7 separate regions of the Mus musculus genome follow, and regions 1, 2, 3, 4, 5 and 6 are each linked to region 7. A link is a contact called in public Hi-C and promoter capture Hi-C data. All regions are on one chromosome and are shown on one strand. Each heading gives the region's core, a stretch centred on a gene start, on an enhancer-like site or on the middle of the called end of the contact. The rest is flanking DNA. Distances are from core to core; before and after follow the strand shown. Region 1 holds the start of Lrrc8c (leucine rich repeat containing 8 family, member C). Region 2 holds the start of Lrrc8d (leucine rich repeat containing 8D). Region 3 has its middle 27 kb from the start of Mepe. Region 4 has its middle 17 kb from the start of Zfp326. Region 5 holds the start of Zfp326 (zinc finger protein 326). Region 6 holds the start of Nudt9 (nudix (nucleoside diphosphate linked moiety X)-type motif 9). Region 7 holds the start of Abcg3 (ATP binding cassette subfamily G member 3).

Evidence for each region. Promoter capture Hi-C pulls out the DNA fragments that hold promoters and counts their contacts. Hi-C and Micro-C count contacts between places; a contact is called where the count stands out from the background.
Region 1: a contact with region 7 is called in a promoter capture Hi-C map of liver, with 5 times the contacts expected there. The contact joins the promoter of Lrrc8c here to the promoter of Abcg3 in region 7. A contact is called at or near these places in 2 of 39 promoter capture datasets (both in liver), 1 of 15 datasets of contacts at CTCF or cohesin (large pre-B cells) and 1 of 115 datasets of contacts at active chromatin or transcription factors (memory CD8 T cells).
Region 2: a promoter capture Hi-C map of liver shows a contact between it and region 7, with 4 times the contacts expected there. The contact joins the promoter of Lrrc8d here to the promoter of Abcg3 in region 7. A contact is called at or near these places in 3 of 39 promoter capture datasets (liver and pre-B cells) and 2 of 115 datasets of contacts at active chromatin or transcription factors (bone marrow-derived macrophages and large pre-B cells).
Region 3: a contact with region 7 is called in a promoter capture Hi-C map of pre-B cells. The contact joins the enhancer-like site here to the promoter of Abcg3 in region 7. A contact is called at or near these places in 9 of 39 promoter capture datasets (the C10 cell line, the HPC-7 cell line, cranial neural crest and 4 more), 1 of 15 datasets of contacts at CTCF or cohesin (large pre-B cells), 1 of 484 Hi-C or Micro-C datasets (embryonic fibroblasts) and 1 of 115 datasets of contacts at active chromatin or transcription factors (large pre-B cells).
Region 4: a contact with region 7 is called in a Hi-C map of liver, with 2.8 times the contacts expected there. The contact joins the enhancer-like site here to the promoter of Abcg3 in region 7. A contact is called at or near these places in 4 of 39 promoter capture datasets (the C10 cell line, liver and pre-B cells), 1 of 15 datasets of contacts at CTCF or cohesin (large pre-B cells) and 1 of 484 Hi-C or Micro-C datasets (liver).
Region 5: a contact with region 7 is called in a promoter capture Hi-C map of pre-B cells, with 10 times the contacts expected there. The contact joins the promoter of Zfp326 here to the promoter of Abcg3 in region 7. A contact is called at or near these places in 4 of 39 promoter capture datasets (the C10 cell line, liver and pre-B cells), 1 of 15 datasets of contacts at CTCF or cohesin (large pre-B cells), 2 of 484 Hi-C or Micro-C datasets (granulocyte-monocyte progenitors and macrophages), 2 of 115 datasets of contacts at active chromatin or transcription factors (large pre-B cells and pro-B cells) and 2 of 9 other capture datasets (adipose tissue and liver).
Region 6: a contact with region 7 is called in a promoter capture Hi-C map of liver, with 3 times the contacts expected there. The contact joins the promoter of Nudt9 here to the promoter of Abcg3 in region 7. A contact is called at or near these places in 5 of 39 promoter capture datasets (embryonic stem cells, liver, pre-B cells and 1 more).

The regions. Positions count from the first base shown.
Region 1 is chr5:105,518,182-105,520,881 of GRCm38.p6, forward strand. Lrrc8c (leucine rich repeat containing 8 family, member C) reads left to right here and starts at 1,290. Exons shown (of 4, transcript NM_133897.2): 1 at 1,290-1,449.
Region 2 is chr5:105,698,595-105,701,294 of GRCm38.p6, forward strand. It overlaps Lrrc8d (leucine rich repeat containing 8D), which reads left to right and starts at 1,375. Exons shown (of 3, transcript NM_001122768.1): 1 at 1,375-1,660. Gm42166 reads right to left here. Exons shown (of 2, transcript XM_017321263.2): 2 at 1-2,269. The coding sequence ends at 1,294.
Region 3 is chr5:104,350,775-104,353,474 of GRCm38.p6, forward strand. No RefSeq gene overlaps it. Among named protein-coding and RNA genes, the nearest start is that of Mepe, 27 kb to the left of the region's middle. Within about 2 kb of position 1,312, at least 24 of the 459 cell types and tissues checked have an H3K27ac peak or open chromatin away from gene starts, as enhancers often do. A contact at or near this core is called in pre-B cells, where this site is marked.
Region 4 is chr5:105,858,117-105,860,816 of GRCm38.p6, forward strand. No RefSeq gene overlaps it. Among named protein-coding and RNA genes, the nearest start is that of Zfp326, 17 kb to the right of the region's middle. Within about 2 kb of position 1,290, at least 81 of the 459 cell types and tissues checked have an H3K27ac peak or open chromatin away from gene starts, as enhancers often do. A contact at or near this core is called in liver, where this site is marked.
Region 5 is chr5:105,875,210-105,877,909 of GRCm38.p6, forward strand. Zfp326 (zinc finger protein 326) reads left to right here and starts at 1,359. Exons shown (of 12, transcript NM_018759.2): 1 at 1,359-1,489. The coding sequence starts at 1,474.
Region 6 is chr5:104,045,496-104,048,195 of GRCm38.p6, forward strand. It overlaps Nudt9 (nudix (nucleoside diphosphate linked moiety X)-type motif 9), which reads left to right and starts at 1,369. Exons shown (of 8, transcript NM_028794.4): 1 at 1,369-1,651. The coding sequence starts at 1,545. It overlaps Mir5619 (microRNA 5619), which reads left to right and starts at 2,508; the gene lies at 2,508-2,568.
Region 7 is chr5:104,981,318-104,984,017 of GRCm38.p6, forward strand. Abcg3 (ATP binding cassette subfamily G member 3) reads right to left here and starts at 1,400. Exons shown (of 16, transcript NM_030239.2): 1 at 1,232-1,400.

The DNA.
Region 1 (2,700 bases), core at 40-2,539, 540 kb after region 7:
GGAAAATGATTGTCTTCTATAAACTCACCATGCAGGAGCACACAAACTAGTTAATGGCTGCTGGCTGCCCGTTTTTGTCCTCTTCTGTCTCTCCCAGACTGCCAGGGCAGAGTAATTCTTTATCTGCGTCAAGTGCTCTGAGGACAGCCAGCTGGTTACTGACAAACTCTCTCTCTCTCTCTCTCTCTCTCTCTCTCTCTCTCTCTCTCTCTCTCTCTCTCGACTGCTACAGTGATCTTATCTGCACTTTTTCCCCCAATAGGCAATTTTTCTTTTTAGGGAGATGCCAGCTTTCAAGATGCTAGTTTGTGCTTTTAAACTATAATTGGGCAGAGAGATAGGCAGACAAACCCAAGGCTCAGATCAATGGCTGGGAGAGAATCCCTCCCCTACATCGTCTAAACAACAGGTGGTTCGGGGCACATTGTTAACTCTTTTGCACACACACACACACACACACACACACACACACACACACGATCCCCACCTCTGCCCACACAAAATCGTAGGCGGAGCTTTCATATGGAACGGCACCTGCTGCTCAAAGCCCAGAAGCCCATCTTGCAGGGTCCAGTAACGAGGGACTCCTGCCAGCTGGTCAATGGGATTGAGGTTGCCCAGGGTCTTAAGGCTTTGTAAACTACGGGCATCGGATTTTTTTCGTTCTTCCCTGTTCCCCTCATATATACCACCGCCCCCTCTCCACCCGCTTCCTGGACCTTTCATTCTCTGGGGAGGGGTTATCTCCAACCTGACCCTCTGGGAGTTCCCAGGAGGGCTATTTTTAGCAGCAGCCGCTCTGCTTCAACTTAGCCCAGGGAGGAGCTGCGGTGTAAGAGCGGATGGCGGGCTCACAGAAACCACCCGCTTTTTGGCATTGTTAGGGTTGCACACAGGAGGCAGAGGACCGATCTTCCCTGCTGTGCCAACCAGGTAGGCAGCTCTGAGCAGCGGAATCATCCAGCCGCGGAGAGGCTTGATTTCCCGGTGGGGAACCCGGGGCCCGCCCAGCGCGGGCCCGCCTGCCCTGGACGCCTGGTGGTCTCGGCAGAGGAGGAAGTTCCCGGGCATCGCTGCCTGCGTCACAGCGGGGCTGGCACCGCGGCGGCGGCTCGGCAGCCGACGGCGACCCCGGGGCTGGGCGCTGGGCGGCGCTGGCTGCCGCGGGCCAGGCGGCGCGCGGGGCGGCGCTGGAGGCGGCTCCGCTTGCAGGCGGGGAGGCACCGGGGAGGAGGAACAGGGCTGCGGAGCTGGGGCGTTAGCTGCGTCCCGGCTCAGAGCCCGCGAAGAAGACGAGGACCGAGGCGCCGCCGCGGCCGTGGCCGCAGCACTCTGAGCGCGACAAGCCATGAGCAGCGACGCCGCGGTCGCTTGCCGCCGCTGAGCCCAACCCGGACACAGCTCGCCGCGCCCTGGCATCCTTTTCTGCGGATACCCTCGCCCCCAGAGGTAAGTGCCGGGGACCCGCGGAGGGATGGAGAGGGACGGCCAGCACCCTGCCACTAGCCTCGGTTCTCTGGGCGCGCCCCAGCCTGGACCCGTCCACCCTCCCTCGTTCGTGACCCTGCTTCCCCAGGGCTCTGGGACAGGCACATTGTGGTCGCCTACTCAGCGTGCGGTTCGGGGATCCCGCTAACCCCAACCCCACCCAACCCACGCGGGCCCTGGCGTCCGCGCCAGGGACCCCCAGCCGGGAGCCCAGTACAGCCTGGCCGCTAGGTTCTGGGGACTGGGGGAGGGGCGTACTAGGAGAAAACGCGGTTGCTGCAGGGATGGCCATTCTCCTTCCCTACCTTCAAAACCCCCGGAGATGCTGGGGCCTGTTTTTTCTGCTCTTCTCCCCAACCCCCTCTCCTCCCTGGAAGATGCCTGAAGTTACACTTTTTGAGGAAGGAGGGGGAAATCGAAGGTCTACACAGAGATCCAGTGAGCACTAGTCCGCTCACCTGCAAGTCCAGAGGGGCCGGAGGGGGCTGCTCTGCATCCTAAGACCCTGGAGGCCAGGTGTCTAGGCCAGCAACTGCGGCCAGGATTTCTGCCTTCATCCCAAACTGACCCTAGCAGGCTAGCAGGCTCTCTCTCTCTCTCTCTCTCTCTCTCTCTCTCTCTCTCTCTCTCTCTCTCTTCTCCAGCGTAGAGGTGTTTGGGATGGAGTTAGCCCCTTGGGAGCCTCAGGGTGTGCTCTATAGACGCCAAAGCCTTTCTTTTTTTCCAGCAGCTAATGTTTCCCTCCCCCAACACTTGGCTGTGTACATCAGATTTCAGTTATTTTAAAATCCTTCAAGTTACCTTTCTTTGCAACGGCTCAGCCCACATCTAGTCCCCATGCTTAATGCGGATGTTTTATTAGAGGTTGAGGGCAGAGCTTTACTGAGTTTCCAACTCCTTAAGTATTTTTAAACTCGCAACAAATTAGTTAGGAAACATTTTTGGGCTCCCATCCTCCTTAAAGTGAAAAATAAGACTAATTGATCTTTGTGGGAGTGTCCAGGTTTGGCTCATAGAGCCTTATTACCCTTTAGAGGTGCTGTTTCACATCTACAGACTGCAGTAGCATATGAAGTGTGGCCTTAGCTAACGGTCACATTTCTGCCGAGTATGCAGTGCTTTGCTGAAGCTTGGACAAGGATGTAGAGTGGACTGACATTAAGATGCCACTTGGGCGACAGGGGAATACGAGTAATTTTAAACCACTTGGTT
Region 2 (2,700 bases), core at 125-2,624, 720 kb after region 7:
AACCACAAACCTCTAGAATCAGCTTGAAAAAAAAAAAAGATGATAGAAAAAGCAAGTGGTGGTTCTGCAAAGGGAGAAACTTTTCTAAACTGATTTTAACAGCAGGACATTTTTCATCCAGCCGTCCCACCATTAGTTGTCAGGAGCATGAAAACCTCTAACCTCCTAGATCAGCAAACCCAGGGCTGTAATTACATCACCTGCCACACACTGGCTGCCCACGCACTTCCTCCTTGGCAGGGTGTAGGGAATTGGAGAGGCTGCAGTCCGGGAGGGTCCGGGAAGCAAACAAAAGGCTGAGGTTCCATCTAAAACTGCCTGGGGCTGCTCAGCGGGAGGGTGTTGGCCCTCAAGGCCTGGCCTCTTCTTCCATGTCTGGGCGGCCTACTTCTACCTTTTAGGGGCCACTGTCACCATCTGGGAGCCCAGAAAAACATTTTCCTTTTTGCCTCTCTCTGTAGGATCCTGGCCTTCTTTAAGAGCGTTGGATGATAAATGAATCTGGAGGGCATCTTTTTGGGCATGAGTTCCCAGAAGCGTGAGGTTTCAGATGAAAGGAGATACTGAAGTATGGGGAGGAATCGTTTGTTTTGATTGAACTAAAATAATTACCCTGACTGACTTGGTGTCCTGGCCCTCATCTCTCCACAGAGGAAAAAAAAAAAAAAAGAACACTAAGGAAACTTCACCCGCACGGCAACAAAAACACACCGGAAAGCTATCGAGTTGGGAAACTTTTTTTAGAACAACTTCCCAAGTGCCTGTTTCGTACGCACGACGTTTTTGGCTTAAACGACTGGGACCAGGGAGGTCCCGATTCAGCTGAAAATAAAACGTACGAGATAAGGCATTGTTAGCAGAGAAATCTGTTTGCGCAGACATTAAGTTAGGTGCACGAGCCCTGAATCCCAGGTAATTGCTTTTTCCCAGTTGGAAGGCACTGGATGACTTTTTAATGCCTACCCCGCACCCGTTCTCCCAATCTCAACGATCAGCTTTTAGTGGTCAGAACAGCCTCCTGAAACTGCAACACAGACGAAGCTTCCCGGCCCAGCCCGGTTGCTTCAAGGGAACAGACAGCCTGGCACCATGCCCTGCCCAGGTGCGCTTGAAAGAGATAAGCTCTGCGCCTCCGGCGACGTTCGGCGGCCATTCTTCTCCGCCTCGTGCACCTGCTGAGCTTCAAGCAGCCAGCCCAGAATCCCGGTCACCTCCCGGCCACCCAGCCCCTCGGGTCAGCCGGACCGACCCCCTAGGCAGGCGCGGCGGGGTGCGCGGGCCCAGAGCAGGCAATCACATGGAGGCCCGGGCCCGCCCCATTGGCTGCGACCCGGCCAGTCGCGGCGCTCGCAGGCTGCGGTTGGTCCCAGAGCTGCGGCGCCTGCACGGGCCTGGAGTCCATGTTACGCTTTGTCTAATTCCCCTCGTTACAGAGTCATGTGCTGCTGCTCCCGTCGCCGCCGCTGCCGCCGCCCGGGGTGCCCCGGCTCCTCCGCCGCGCTTAGAGGTGGCAGCCGCGGGCGGGGCCGCGGACTCAGGGTCCAGGGCGCCGCGCGCCTCCGGGGCGCGTCCCGGTGCAGCCGCCGCCCGCCGCAGGTGATGCCGCCGCCTCCCGCCTCCGCCTAAGCTCCCGCACGCGCGGCCCGGGCTGCCCGCGAAGGTGGGTGCGCGTCGGTCCACCCTGGCCGGGAGGGCGCAGGTGGAGCGGCCCCGGGGCGCGCAGACGTCCGGCCTCTCGGCGCCGCGGGGGAGCACGGCTGCTCCCGGGGCTGCGATCGGGAACTCCGGAGGGCTTCGGGACCCTGGGGCGGGGAGTGCGACCAAGCCCCCCCACCCCGTGCTGGGACATTGTTTCGCTTTGGGCCCTGCGCGGGCCGGGTGCCGGCTGCCGCGCTCCCGCCTCGGCCTCCGTGCGCGCGAACGCAGGGGCGGAGATTGCCTATCGCGGTGGCTCCGAGTCCTCCAGGAGGTGGGTGTCTGGTGTCTGGCCTGGTTGGCCCGGAGCCGGCGAGAGGAGCCCTTGAACTTCTGCAGAAACGCTTCCCCATCCGCCTCCGTCCCGCTCCGGGTGGGCCACTCGGGGTGCTCGCGGGTTGGGGCGGGGAAGGGAGGGGAGCCCTGCGCCCCGCCCTCCGCGCCCGGGGGGAGGGCACTGGGGCCGCAGGTGCACCCTGCGCGCCGCGGGCCATCTCCGGGTTGGGTACCGGTATAATCCGCTTCTAGCTTGTTTGGAAGCGTGGGCTCTTGGGAACGGGACTTCTGCTTGATTCTGGTTTAGGGGCTTGAAAAAGAGGAGAACTGGGGTGCCTTCCCAGAGGACTGTCACCTCCAGTTACTGGAGGGTCGATGGGGGACACTCTGTCTCTGTCCCCCTTTATGTGGGGTATCCCTAACAGATAAGGAAATGAGATTTTTTTGTTGTTGTTCTTTGATTTTTTTTTTTAAGCCATCCGCAGTGAAGGAGAACTGCTTCGGGTCGAGGGGAGGAGAGGTAGGTCCCCTCTGGAGAGGGTTGGGGTATAAGGTCTCGCGGTTCCCATGCAGCTGGGGTGTGCGTGGCAGAGAGTGGGGAGGTAGGATTGCTGGAAAGAAAAAGCAGGGTAAAGAAATGGGAGCAGAAGGCGAAGAGATGAGACCAAGTATTGGGCGTCCTCGCCGAACCGGAGCCCTGACTTGAGACTTTGGGGGCTCCTGTTTGGT
Region 3 (2,700 bases), core at 62-2,561, 630 kb before region 7:
TATGTCAAGTTTACAACCAAGAGCAGCCATCACAGGTCTATGGAGGTGTTTCTGAAAGAGGAGAGAATTCAAATGAGCAAGCTAAATAAAATCATTAGGGTAATCCAATACACTGAATGTCAATGTGTGTGTGTGTGTGTGTGTGTGTGTGTGTGTGTGTGTGTGTGTGAGTCTATTTCCCCAGGAATGTGAAAGAAGGGGGCACTTTCTATCTGAATTGTCCAGCTATGCTCTAGGACATGAGTTCTCTGGCCTTCAGACTCAGGCTTTCACACTGCAGCCTCCCAGTTTGTAGGTCTTCAGAACTGAACTGAATCACACCACCAGCATACAGTCAGTGTACCATGGCATTTCTCAGCTCCCATAAATTAAGTGACTAGTTCCCATAAGGAGCCTCCTCTTCCATATGTACATATTTTGTACTGGTTGTATTCTCCTGGCAACTTCTGACTAACACAGGCATGCTGCTATTCATGGAATGAAAACCGTGGAAACCCACAAAGAAACAGGACCTACTGCATAATGAGTGCCTCCTAGTACAAGCAACACAAGCTTTCCTGTTCAAATGACTGGGGGATGCCCTATACTATCTACCACTCCATCCTGTGCTCTGCATATCACACCTGCAGGAGCACATGGCCCAGGGCATCCATCATGTCTCTATACAAATCAACAGCTCAAAATGACTATAAGAACTTCAAGTTGATGTGTTGGTGCATAGTTCACTGGAAGAGCACTTTTGCTAACGTGAATAAGACCGTAAGTTTTAGATATTCTCTCTCTCTCTCTCTCTCTCTCTCTCTCTATATATATATATATATATATATATATGTGTGTGTGTGTGTGTGTGTGTGTGTGTGTGTGTGTGTAAAACATATGGAATATATGTATATATATAAACATGGAATATATATGGAATACATATGTATTTATAAAGCATAAAGCTTTTACATATATATATACATATGCATATATATGTGTATATATATATGTATATATTCCAATTTCTTTTTAAATTAAAGCACTTCATGTGTGGGCCTGTTTTGAGCCCTCAGACTTCGGAAGCCAGCCCTGCACACACACAGGCACACACAGGCACACACAGGCACACACAGGCACACACAGGACCAGCCTCACTGCTCTTCCTCCTCTCTGCAATAGAAACTTACTTTTCTGTTATTTGTTTCCGTTTTTACAAAAGGATAAGAGACTGTTGAACAGAATGTCCTTTTTAAGCCAACAAAGCAGTGTGTCCACAGTGGGTCAGAGGCAGAGCAAGACTCAGGGGCGGGATAGAGCCTCTTCCGGGCTGGAGAAGCAGACCAGGAAGTCCCGGAAATGTCAGCCTGTTTCCCCCTCAAATTCAAACAGAACAGAATATTCCTTCTGTGGGTGGGTTTCAGCAAACACTGTAAAGGCCACTGTATACAAACCTTTCCAGAAGCAACGAGTAAAAGCAATACCAACTCCTACCCCTCTGTCTCACCTCATTTCCCTTGCTTCCTGTGGCTGCCCCGTCCTATTCAACAGACACTCACAAAAATATCGGTTATTAGACAACCTGTGGTTAATTTATATTTTTAGCATGTGCTGCTTGGGCACTGTGTGGTGATTTAAAGGGGCATACTAGCTCTGACAGAGTTTCTCAAATTCCCAGAAGCAACTTCAAAATAACGGTCATTTCTCCCTGGCTAGAAATCAGTTCATGTGTTTATGTCTTGCTACAACAGCGCTAGGAACACAACTAGTTGGTCATGCAGAACTTAACTATGCACCAAAATGATCAAATGGGGAAACACGGTGGAGGAACTGTGCAAACGCCCCCTTTTTCAGAGGCAACGTTGGGTTTAGTTTTAAGTTTTAATCTGGATGCTTTCTCATCTCCCTCCCCCCCCCCCTTACCCCCCAACCCCCACCTCCACCCCGGCCATAGTACAGGGCCTTTGCAATGCTGCTCAAATCTGCCTCTGGCCTGTGGTCAGAGTATCACAGCAACATCACCCTATTTCTAGTCCATTAGTACAACCAAAAATTCTTAGATCATACTCTCTGAAAAGCTTGTATGACATTCTTGAGAGTTCCCAAAGGAAAGCAACCTTTGCTGTCATTGATACTTAGAAGTACTTAGAAGTCAGAGAAAAGCAAGGTGTCATGAAACCATTTACAACAACCATTTGTATTTAACATCCATAAAAGTCTCCTGACAGTAACTCCCTCAGCAGTGTCCATACCATGGCAACCTTGGTTTGACCATGGAGATCTAATCCAGTGGAAATTTGGAATGACCCCGAGGAACAGGCACTTAGATAAATGAGCTGGAATTTCTATGAAACTTCTTATAAAAAGGGAAAGCAAAGAGACAAACTCAGAAATGAAGAGGTCTGACAGTAGAGCTCAGGTTTTTTCCCAAAGCGAGGCTGAGGTGAAAGGTTTTCCAGTCATGCTGAAAATAGAATTTGCTGACAAAGTTATGATCACATTGGAACTACAGCGGGGTTGTGAAAGAAATTTACAGAAAGCATTATTTATTTTTAACTGGAGTATTTCCAAACTACCTCTGGGAAGTGCCTGCCTGTTCTAGATGGTTATTTCACGCCTTCATCTGCCTGCTACCCCCCTCCCACCTCCCCACTCATTTACTAACACCCAGAGGTCACTTAGCAAGCATAAGAACACTCGATGATGTTTAAAACTTTTAGC
Region 4 (2,700 bases), core at 40-2,539, 880 kb after region 7:
AGGCATGTGACTCCATGTGCAGGCATGTGACTCCATGTGCAGGCATGTGACTCCATGTGCATGCATGTGACTCCATGTGCAGGCATGGGCCCATGTGACTCCATGTGCAGGCATGTGACTCCATGTGCAGGCATGTGACTCCATGTGCAGGCATGTGACTCCATGTGCAGGCATGTGACTCCATGTGCAGGCATGTGACTCCATGTGCAGGCATGTGACTCCATGTGCAGGCATGTGACTCCATGTGCAGGCATGGGCCCATGTGACTCCATGTGCAGGCATGGGCCCATGTGACTCCATGTGCAGGCATGTGACTCCATGTGCAGGCATGTGACTCCATGTGCAGGCATGTGACTCCATGTGCAGGCATGTGACTCCATGTGCAGGCATGTGACTCCATGTGCAGGCATGGGCCCATGTGACTCCATGTGCAGGCATGTGACTCCATGTGCAGGCATGGGCCCATGTGACTCCTCTGAGCCTGGAGGCTGTGGATTTGGCTCTTCCTATTACCTTTGTTTTGTTTTGTTTTGTTTTGTTTTGTTTTGTTTTGTTTTGTTTTGAGACAGGGCTGTGTAGCCCTGGCTGTCCTGGAACTCACTTTATAGACCAGGCTGGCCTCCAACTCAGAAATCTGCCTGCCTCTGCCTCCCAAGTGCTGGAATTAAAGGCGTGTGCCACCACTGCCAGGCTGGCTCTTCCTATTAGAAGCAGCTGTGGGATAACATAGACCCTGGGACTTCAGGCCACCGGCTGCCTAATTTGCCTGAGTGGTCAGCCCTCAGATTTCCTTATCCGAAATAAAGGACCACAGTATGATAGTTTTCACAGGGCTGCAATGAGGCTTAAGCAGAGCAAAGGCACAGGCAAAGGAGCTTTGTAACATGTCAAATATTATACTAATGATAACGTTATCAATAGGGATAACCTCTGGGGCCATTTCTATCTGGTTTTGTAGAGAGGTTGCCTGGGTATCTAAGAAGGGAACAATGACAGGTAACAATGGTGGGCCCTTGGGAAGGGAGTCTCCTGTCTACTAAGGAAGAGCAGTCACATGACTGGCCAGGAGCTCCATCCTCAGGTTCTCACATGGTCCAGGTACTTGGGGTAGTGTGTGTGTGTGTGTGTGGGGGGGAGGCTATTAATTTAGGAAGAGCCTGTTTCATGTGGTCTCTCCCTCCTCTACTCATGCCTACACTTTGCTAGTTAACCCCCCCATCCACCGCCCCCAAGAATGTTTATAAAGACAGGGAGAAAAGACACACAGGAAATACAATGAGTTCTGAGAAGGGAGCGGCCACAGTGAACCAGCTGAAGTAAGGAGACACTGGGTGTGAGTTCCAAGAAGGGCTGGGCTGTTCGGCCCACACAAATGAGCTGCTCCGGAATTTTGGCTTAAAGCTAAACATCCTGTCCCTGCCAGGAAATGTCAGGCCCTTTGCATGAAAAGTGCCTCTGACCCTGGGCAAAGCTGTAATCAGATGCCCCTGGACCCCCTGACTCACTCCTGAAGGGAGCCACTGAGATCAGAGCCCTGATAAGTACAGTCTCTTTGTTAACTAACTTTACCAGGTCCTTCCATGCTGAGAAGGAAGGGTGACTACATAGATACTATTTTAATGATCCCTTACCTTAAACCCAATCCTGAATTCAAACCTAAACCCAAACCCAAACCCAAATTCCAGCATTTGGGATGCAGAAACAAAGCAGGAAGATTAGGCGTTCAAGGCTAGCCTCTGCTTCATAGCTGAGTTTGAAGACAGCCTGGGTTCCTGGGAAGGGAAGCGGGTCTTTACAAGCCTAGACAAACAAACACCAGCAAACCAGAGTCCTGTCTGAATGGGCTCAGGTTACATTCAGGTTGAACTGTGACCCTTCCTAATTTTATCCATAAAAGCAAATGTTCAAAAGTACACTACAAGCTGAAATGTCTTGGTCCAGCACAGTCTCTGCTAAATTCTGACGGCTAAAGTGGGCCTGTGTGGTGCCATGTGGGGTGGGAAGATTAAATGAGGCACAGGAAAAGCGGAAGCAAACCTTTGACGTCTTCCTTCCCGAAGGATACAGGAAGGCCAATCGAGGGGAGATAGGGAACGAGGAAGGGGATGAGTCTCCCTCCCTGTACTAGACTAATTTCGTTGTGGGCTTTGGCAGATATTAGTACTGGAGGCGGGGGAGGGTCCTGGCTTTCTTCTCCAAGGGTTTTTAGTTCGCTGCTAATTAGGGCATTGGAGAAATTGCCATGATAATTATAGTGTCTAGACTTGGGAGCTCCAGAAGGCAGTAAGAGAATATTTAATTGTATAGCTAAGAAGCAAAGAGAGGATGACAGGACTCTGAGCCTTCTATGAGAACAATGCTGCACTGAATCTTGCTTCTCAGAATTGCCCCGACACTGTCTGTTATGTCAAGGGGAGTCTGGGGTGTTTTGTCTTAGCATGCAGTTTTGATTCTGCTGGAATCTGAATGTCGGTAGAAGGCCCACCACACCTCACCTCGCGTCTGATGGACCCAGGCCGGGAGTTCAGCTCAGTGGCACAATGCAAGCATGGTGTGCAGGCACTCTGGGCTGGATATCCAGCACTGAATAAAACAGAGATGAGCTTCTATCATCCAAGTACGTGGGATGCACCAGGTGGTGGTGGCGCACGCCTTTAATCCCAGCACTGGGGAGGCAGAGACAGGCGGATTTCTGAGTTC
Region 5 (2,700 bases), core at 109-2,608, 890 kb after region 7:
TTGTGGTTGTTGGGAATTGAACTCAAGACCTCTGTAGAAGAGCAGTCAGTGATCTTAACCACTGAGGCATCTCTCCAGCCCTGTATAAGCAAGAGTTTTGCAGGGAGACAGTGAGTATCCTAACTCAGGTAGTGGCCACGAAAATGGAAAGGGTGGGGCCGACCTAAGATATCTTAGGTGGGGTAAGCAGATACAAAAGTGTGTGGATTGGAAGTAGGAGGCTGAAAGAGCGGTGAGCTAGTCTCGAGTGGACTGGACCGAGTCAGCCTTCTGGCTGGGATTAGTGGGCGGTTTGCTCACCGCCCCGTGAACAGCCAAGAGAATACACGAGGATAAGCAGGTCTGAGAAGGGAAATTGTGAGTTCAGCTTTCAGCCCAGGTGAACAGAAAACATGTGTGGGAGGGGAGAAGAGAAGGAATTGGGAAAGGGTGGAGAACAGGATGAGTCAGGGAGGGTGGAGGAGGAAGAGATGAGCAGGAGGACACAAAGCCGTGCCCAGATTTGGGGCTACTGTGGTATACCTCCCTGTGCTTCCAGTTTTATTTCCGGCTTCCTCCGAACTGAGTCTAGCAAATTGAGTGCAAAGAATTGATGTCTGGCTTCCTATCTAGGTAACCAATTTGTTGTTAATGCCATTTGCTCTGTGAGGACAGAGAGAAAATTATTTAAAACTGTGGTTCAAGTCCACAAGAGTCTTCCCATAGTGTTCCTGAGTGAATACCTTTGCATCTGCTCCAACACAATTTTAAAAGTGGAATAATCTCTTCCTCCCCCTCCCTCCCTCTCCCCTTCGAGCTGAACGGTGGACTACTTTCTTCCTGCCAAATCTTTCCCATCTGTGAACTTTCACAGTTGCTTTACTACCTTCAACCCAGCAGTGGCTAGCAGCCTGTCTTGGGATAGTCTTATGATCCTGTCCTATTTGGCAATCAGGGTTCCTGTGCACGCCCCACACTTCTGTGTGTCAGAGGAAGGAACTCCATAAGTAGTGAAAAAAATCTCTCCTCCTCACTCCTTCAGCCAACAGTAGCCAAAGGTCGCCATGTCATTTAATGAGTTTCTGCAAGAGAAAGGCACTCCCTCCTGGACCCGGTTGCTCTTGCCAGGCTCCAACATGGCCGGCCAACCGGAGTCCTTCCAGAACATCCCTCTCCAGCCTTCCGCACTCCCGTTTCACCTTCCGTCCCCCGCGATCCCCAGGGTCAGGACCCAGGAGCCTGACAACTGCCTCGCTTCCCGCCCCCCTCGCGAGACCCGCCCACCACCCCGCGTCGGCCAATCGGAGGCGGTGCTGCGACGACTGGCAGGCCCGCCCGACCCCGCCCCCAGCCTCGCTGTGGCCTGCGGCTTCCCGGCTAGTAGCGCCGCTGTCGGTCGCGCGGGCCGGTCGTGTGGACACTGCCGTATCGCGGGCTCTTGCCGCGGGCCACAGCGAGCGCAGCGCGGAGACCGTCAGCCCCGCGGCGTCGAGCATGGACTTCGAGGACGGTGAGCGGCGCGCGGGGCGGGCCGCCGTGGCGGGCGGGCGGGAGGGAGGGCGGCGGGCGGCCTGCGCCGGGGGTCTGTTTACCGCCTCAAGATGGCCGTGTGGCTTTGTTCTGTGGGCCGCGCAGCGACCGCGGGCCCGGCCCGGAGCCCTGTGGTCCGGGAGCCCCACGTGGGGGTGCGGCCGGCCCGGGGCCCTGCTGTCTAGGGGGTCGGCCTAGCTGCGAGCCTCGGGGCCTCGTCCGCGGCCGCCTGCAACTTCCTGGCCTCGCCGAGCGGCGACCGGGCCCACGGGGCCCACGGGGCCCTCGGGGCAGCGACCCGGTGGCGGGTGGAGCCGGTCCTCACCGTGTCGCCCCGGGCTCTGGAATCTTGCTCGACACAGGCTGCCTCGGGCTCGTGCGATGCTTCTCCGTGTGAGAGGAGTATAAAGGGCGTCTCTAGGCGTTCCATCGAGATGGGCTTCGGTTCCCCCAGAACCAGAATCTGCAAGTTATTACCACGTAGCCGACCGAGCTGTCTAATATCTCACCCAGGTTACCTGCTAGTGAATACCGCGTCTGAAACAGCTCCGTGACCCAGTGCATTATCATTATTATTTTTGTTTTTAGGGGTGGTAGTGGTGGGGCTTGTGTATGAATGCTACCTAAGTTAGAATTCTGGCACAGCAAGCCCCAGATGCCCTTCACGTTCAGCTAGATCGGTGCACAGCAGCCCGTGTTGGACTTGCTGGTTAAATAAACCGAATTGTAACGTTGCTTTTCAGCTTTCCCTGGCCGTGAAGTACAGTTAATTTGGTATCTTCAAACCTTGCTCAACTTTTATAGGAATCAGTGTCAAGATAAAGTGATCAACAGTAGTGATAGTGTTAGGGAGCCGAGGAACAGTTTGTAGGATTAAACTGGGTGTAATCTCGAGGAACTAGGTATTTCTAAATAAAACCGGTTCATTTCTTGTGAAGGAAGCCTCTGCCTCCACCAGAAATGGGCTTTGACATTGAATGAGGTGTGCTTTTTTGGCGTAGGTCGTATTGCATGAGCTTTTGATTTTTGATTTGCTACAAGAGGTTGAGGCTGTCAAGTGTAAATATAGGAAAAAGAATCACCCTTTTCGGAGTACTTTTCGGTTGCTTTGAAATATAGTTCAGCTCTTCAGGATAGCATACCGTCCTGCTTGTGCTTCGGGGTTGGACAGTGACTCATTCTGATATAGGT
Region 6 (2,700 bases), core at 119-2,618, 940 kb before region 7:
AAAACAAAACAAAACCAAACCAAAACCACTAGCCTGTTTGAGGATACTAGTTAAAGTCACAAGGAAAGATTTTTATTGGCTACTGCTGCCGTAGGAAAGCCTACATTATGAACTGGGTTCTAGTTTCATTAAAAAAAAAAACCAAAATAAAAAAAAAAGAATAGGGATCTTGAAGGCCGGGGAATGGTGCTGAAGGATCTAAGGTGTTCGTGTGTGTGTGTGTGTGTGTAGAAACAAACGTGTTTCTTATGACAGGAGCAGTGGAGCAAGCTGAAAACAACCATCTCTGGAAGGGGCTGGAGCCCAAGGTGATTTATCTTCCTGAGTGCTCGCTCACACCTCAACGACATGTCTACCACATCTCCAGGAAACTGTGGGGTGGTAGGCTTATGCCCCAAAGTGCAGAGAAAGAAAATATAATCTTTACTTTGCTCCAGGGATCTGCCTATCTGTCACCAGGTTTGGGCAGGGGTGGGGAGGAAATTTCCCATACTTTTAGTTTTTCTAAGCGGGCATTTTAAGGGGTGTAGTATAGTCACGAAGGCAACGCCCTGAAGTGTTACTGTGCAGTCCTTTTTTCTTGCTGTCCCATCCCAAGAGTGCTGTGGATTTCAGGATACTGTTAGTATTTGATTGGCCTGGCTTTAAGAGCCAACGCCATACGGTGTGTTTTGCAAGGCCCAAAGTTGATGATAGGCTTAGAATATGTCTCATCAACAATTAAACGAATGAAACCTGGAGTGCAAGCCGCGATGCACGCCTGGCTTTACCACTTTCAATCTGGCTAACTTTAGTCCTTCGTTCGTTATTATCCAGACCGCGTGCCACTTTCACAGCTTGTCTGTAAGTTTTGGCTTTGGGGTTCGAAAGTGGGAAACCGAGGCCGGCTTTCCTTTTGGACAAGAGGTTTATCAGAGTCACCAACACCACGGACAGCACCGTGAAGGGGGCTCTGGGGAGCCCAGGCTGCGTTCCAGGGTTGGGGGATTCCCTCCTTAAGGGTTAGGGGTCACGTGACTGGCCTGATCACGTGACCGGCGGGACGCCCACATTTTGTTGTTCACAGGCGGTCTCTGAATCCGGTATGCGGGCAAGTTTCGAAAAGCAAGTTACTTGGCTTCTGGAAACCAAACCAAGGTGTTTCAAGACTCGTCACTGACTCATCCTACGTCTTCTCAAACCTCGCATGGCTCACGTGACTCCTCCGTACGGCCCTCCTCTCCTGGAAGCACGTGGTCGCCCCTGACCCTCCTTCCGCTCAGCCTCAGGGTTCTGGGTCTCCGCGTCCTGCCGCGCCGCGGCACTCCAGTTCGCCTGCGCAGACGGAGAGGCCTGGCACACAGGTTAGTTTGCGGCGTGGCCGTAAAGCGCGGTCGCGCGTCGGGTACGTCGTGGGGCTGCTGGCGCCGCCGGCCAGCGGCGCTGGGGGAGCGCGGCCGGGTCCTAGTGCCCGCTGGCTGCAGGTTCGGGGCTCAAGGCGGGGCTCCGGGCGAGGCCGGCCACCTCCGAACCCTCGCGGGCCGCGCGCCAGGCGCCAGGCGCCGATGGCCGGCCGCTCCCTGGGGCAGGCGGTAGCCACCGTGTCGCTCTCGGTGGCCCTCGCGTCAGTGACTGTCCGGTCCTCAGCCTGCCGCGCCGTCCCCGCACCCAGGTACCCCGATTCTAGGACGGGCTGCGGTTCCGAGACCTCGGGTGGACCTGCGATCCCCTCCTTCCTTTTCCAGAGGTTATGTAGGCTGTGCTGAAGTACTGGATTTTGGGAAGCCAATAGCAAGGACCCTTCTCGATCTCTGACTTTTTAATTTGCCCATCCAGATAAGGCGCCAACGCTAATTCATAGATCACCAGAGTTTGAAGAGCATTTATGGTGTGTTGCTCCGTGCTAGAGGTGATACCGAGTCCATATAATGGAATATACTGTTAATATATACTGTTAATCTGAGTAGCAGACAGTGTTTTCTGTGCGCTGGAAGGCGCTGATTATTGGCTTTTGGGTAGACTGGAGATGAAGTGTGCGCACAAGTGCCTCAGTACTGGGAACCTCGTTCTTTCCCTTCTCTCCTGGGCGAGGTGGCCGCAACTTTATTTCCTAGTGACTTGGAAAGTTTGTAAGTTTGGTTCTGTTAAGTTCTCTGACACCAGTGTCTTCCTTAAAACACATACCACCCACGCCTCAAGCTTGACTTTTATCTAGGAGGCAAACTCACCAAGCTTTCGGTTCCGAAGAGGAAAGAGGTTAGTTCCCTGGCAATTTGGGCTCCGTGTGAGACCGAGTTTGGAATTTCTGTGGGCTTCCCAAACAGGAGTGACATATTCCTTCACCTCATTGAAAATAGAATTACTTCTGCTGTGGTTTGTAGGCCCCACGGTGCCATCCCCTTTCTGCTTTCCTGACAGTGCTTAAAACCCCTCAATCAGAGTGTCCTCTTTCTGCTGGTGTGGGTTAACACCCTTTATACACCTTCTTCAGTGGGGCTTGCTGAGGGGAGAACTTCCTGCTCTCTGGAAGTCACTAATGGCATTTTTGTTGGTTGTTACCAGAACAACGAAAAGCTCATTGGTGATTTCTAGCACGACAGGGAAAGGAACACTTAAAGAAGTATATCCAGAACTGAAACTGCTTATTCCAAAGAAAAACCCAAAGCTAAGTCAACAAGTGTTTGTTGAGTGCCTGCTGGTCTAGACAGATGATTGTAAAAC
Region 7 (2,700 bases), core at 150-2,649:
TTTGTCTTTAGGTAAGACCTGTCTGTACCACACAGGGTAAGGAAAATGACAGCCACAGTTTACCCTGGCATGAGTGCTGCTGCTGGCATCATGGGATGGTTCGTAGCATAGTCTTCCTTTGAGTCTCTTCTACATCCCAAATTAACACATGCAAGAACGTTCCCTCAAAGGCAAACTGGCAAAAGCCTCTCTGAAAAGCAATGCGCTTCCCTTATTGTTCTTGAGCTGTGGGGCTGAGCAACCCCTTCTTGTTATGGTCACAGGAAAGCAACTTAAGGGGCCAGAGATATGGCTCGGCAATTAAGAGCACATACTCTTCCTATTCTGAGCGCCTGCATAATGCAGGGAGGGACTTACAACACCTACAACGCCAGATCCAGAGGCTTCAGGGCCCTCACAGGCCTCTGTGGGCTCCAGACATGCAAGCAGAGCACCTGCATACATGTAACAAACAAACAAAACAAAACAAAAACAAATCAATCATCTAAAAATGCAACTTTCACCTTGGAGGGTCCCTCAGTGCACTGGGCCCCTTCTGATCTCTCCATGTCCATGGCTTCTGGAAGCCCTCCATTCTAGTTTGCATTTTATTTCTGCTTATGATATTTCTTCTCTTCTCAAATGCTACACGGATGCTCAACCACGGTACATGCAAAAATACGTTCTGCATGTGTTTGTGTCTTAGTGCACATTGATGCAAGAGAACACACTAAGTTGGCGAGGCACATGTTAACACCCTAAGGAGTGACCACACTTCTAGTATTAGGGAAGAAAATAAAACAGATTATAGATACACAATCCACTAAAAGGTTTGCAGTCTAATAATTCTGGTCTTTAACTTTTCTGTCTGTTGAAACCTTTTCTGAACTATCTGAGGAAGAGTCGCAAGAAGTTGGTAAATATCTGTATATCGAATTAGAGATTGCCTGACAAATTTCATATCATGGGATAAAGAAAAAATTATAAACTGCCCAGCTCCCTTAAAGTAACGGTGTTAACAAATATCTCATGCACTTCTGGTATCTCTGCTACCAGTAAAACTTTTACCTGCCCAACACCAACTGTGTTTGCCTTCATACATTTGGCAATCAAAAGTTGTACACTGCTAACCCACCCAAACAGAGACCCTCTATGAACCAAGTTGCTTTGCATTTCACAGTTGCAAATGAAGCTGCAGTGGGTTTCCCAGCCCTCTCTTGCACTCTTCTGCATCCTGCTCACCCACACTCACCACTGTGAGATAATGCAGGGGCTCAGGTTGCTACTTGCACAGGAAGATTTGCAGCTCGGGTCTTTGGAAGGTGCAAGAGGCTCTGGCTTCTGCTCTGCAGAGCTCTTGGAGCCTCTGTGGTCGTGGTCAGGAGCAGGGAACCCGAAGAGAGCAGAGGAAGTAGCAGGCAGTGGGGCGGAAGGGAGGGTGGGGCGCGACATGGGGAAGATGCAATCAGGGGAGCCCTGGGGCTGGGGCCCCCTTTGGGACAGGTGCGGGGCCAAGCCATGGGGAAAGGGGCAGGGGCGAGTCCTGGTGCAGGGGCGGGAAGGGGGGAGTCTCTGTGGGGCGTGGTTGGAGTGGCGTCTTGGGGTGAGGGCTCACCTAGGGGTTCAGCCAGATCCGGAAACCTGGGCAAACTTTTTGCCCTAATTCAGGCTCACATTGGACTCTGAGAAGCCAGCATCCAGGAAAAGACAAAGCGAAAGTAACAGTTTCTGTGGTGTGTTTTGAATTTTTTTTGTTTTTTGTTTTTGAATTTTGTTTTGTTTTGTTTAACAAATGGGATAAAATAAACAGGAGATGAATATATGCTTATCACAGAACAGGACAAACAATGGGTCAGGACGACAAAGGATATGTTTTGTTAAGTGCCCATGCTTTTAATATAATTTGATTTATAGCTTCTTTTTATAACTGAAGAGACCAATTAAGAAATAATTCAGTGTTTACGATTGTAATCCCTATAATCGAGAGGCTGGGACAGGAGGTTGGGAGTTTGTGTGCCAGGCCTAAACATCGAACTCTATCTGAAAAAGAGCAAGAAGAGGGCACAGTGATTAAGTATGGACTGTTTACTTGGGTCAGACTGCTCTGTGTGTGTGTGTGCGTGTGCGTGTGCGTGTATAGCATTGGACGAACCTTAAGCCAATGTTGAAGTCATCCAAGTAAAATTTCAGTACTCAAGACGTTTTTAACATTCAAGCATGGATTAAGAAGGGACATTAAGTCGGCGCCCGACTCCCAGCCCCACCCTACCCCGCCCGGTTCTACAGTTTTAGCTTCTAGATGTGGCCACCTGTCCTGAAATGAAGGAGATGGTTGTACCTCAAACCTGACTAAAATCTCTCTTGTAAGTCTGTGTATGACTTCCACACCCGGTGCCTGCGGAGGCCAGAGAGATCTCTAGATCCCCGGGAACTAGAGTTACGAATGGCTGTGACCGCCCATGTCCCAGATCCTCAGGAAAGAACAGCAAGTGCTCTATACCATGGAGCCATCTCTCCAGCCATGGCTGAGAGCTTTGAGACTCAATTACAAGCCTACATTTTCTGGTTTGGTAGGAAGACAGTATCATTAAGTGAATCCTCTCGCTTTCTGGGAATAACTACTAAATGGAAGTTTGCCGGTTGTGACGGTGAGGTACTAAGGATCTGTGTGGTGTACGTGTGTGATGTAGGTGTGTACACATGCTGGAACATGTCTTTTCT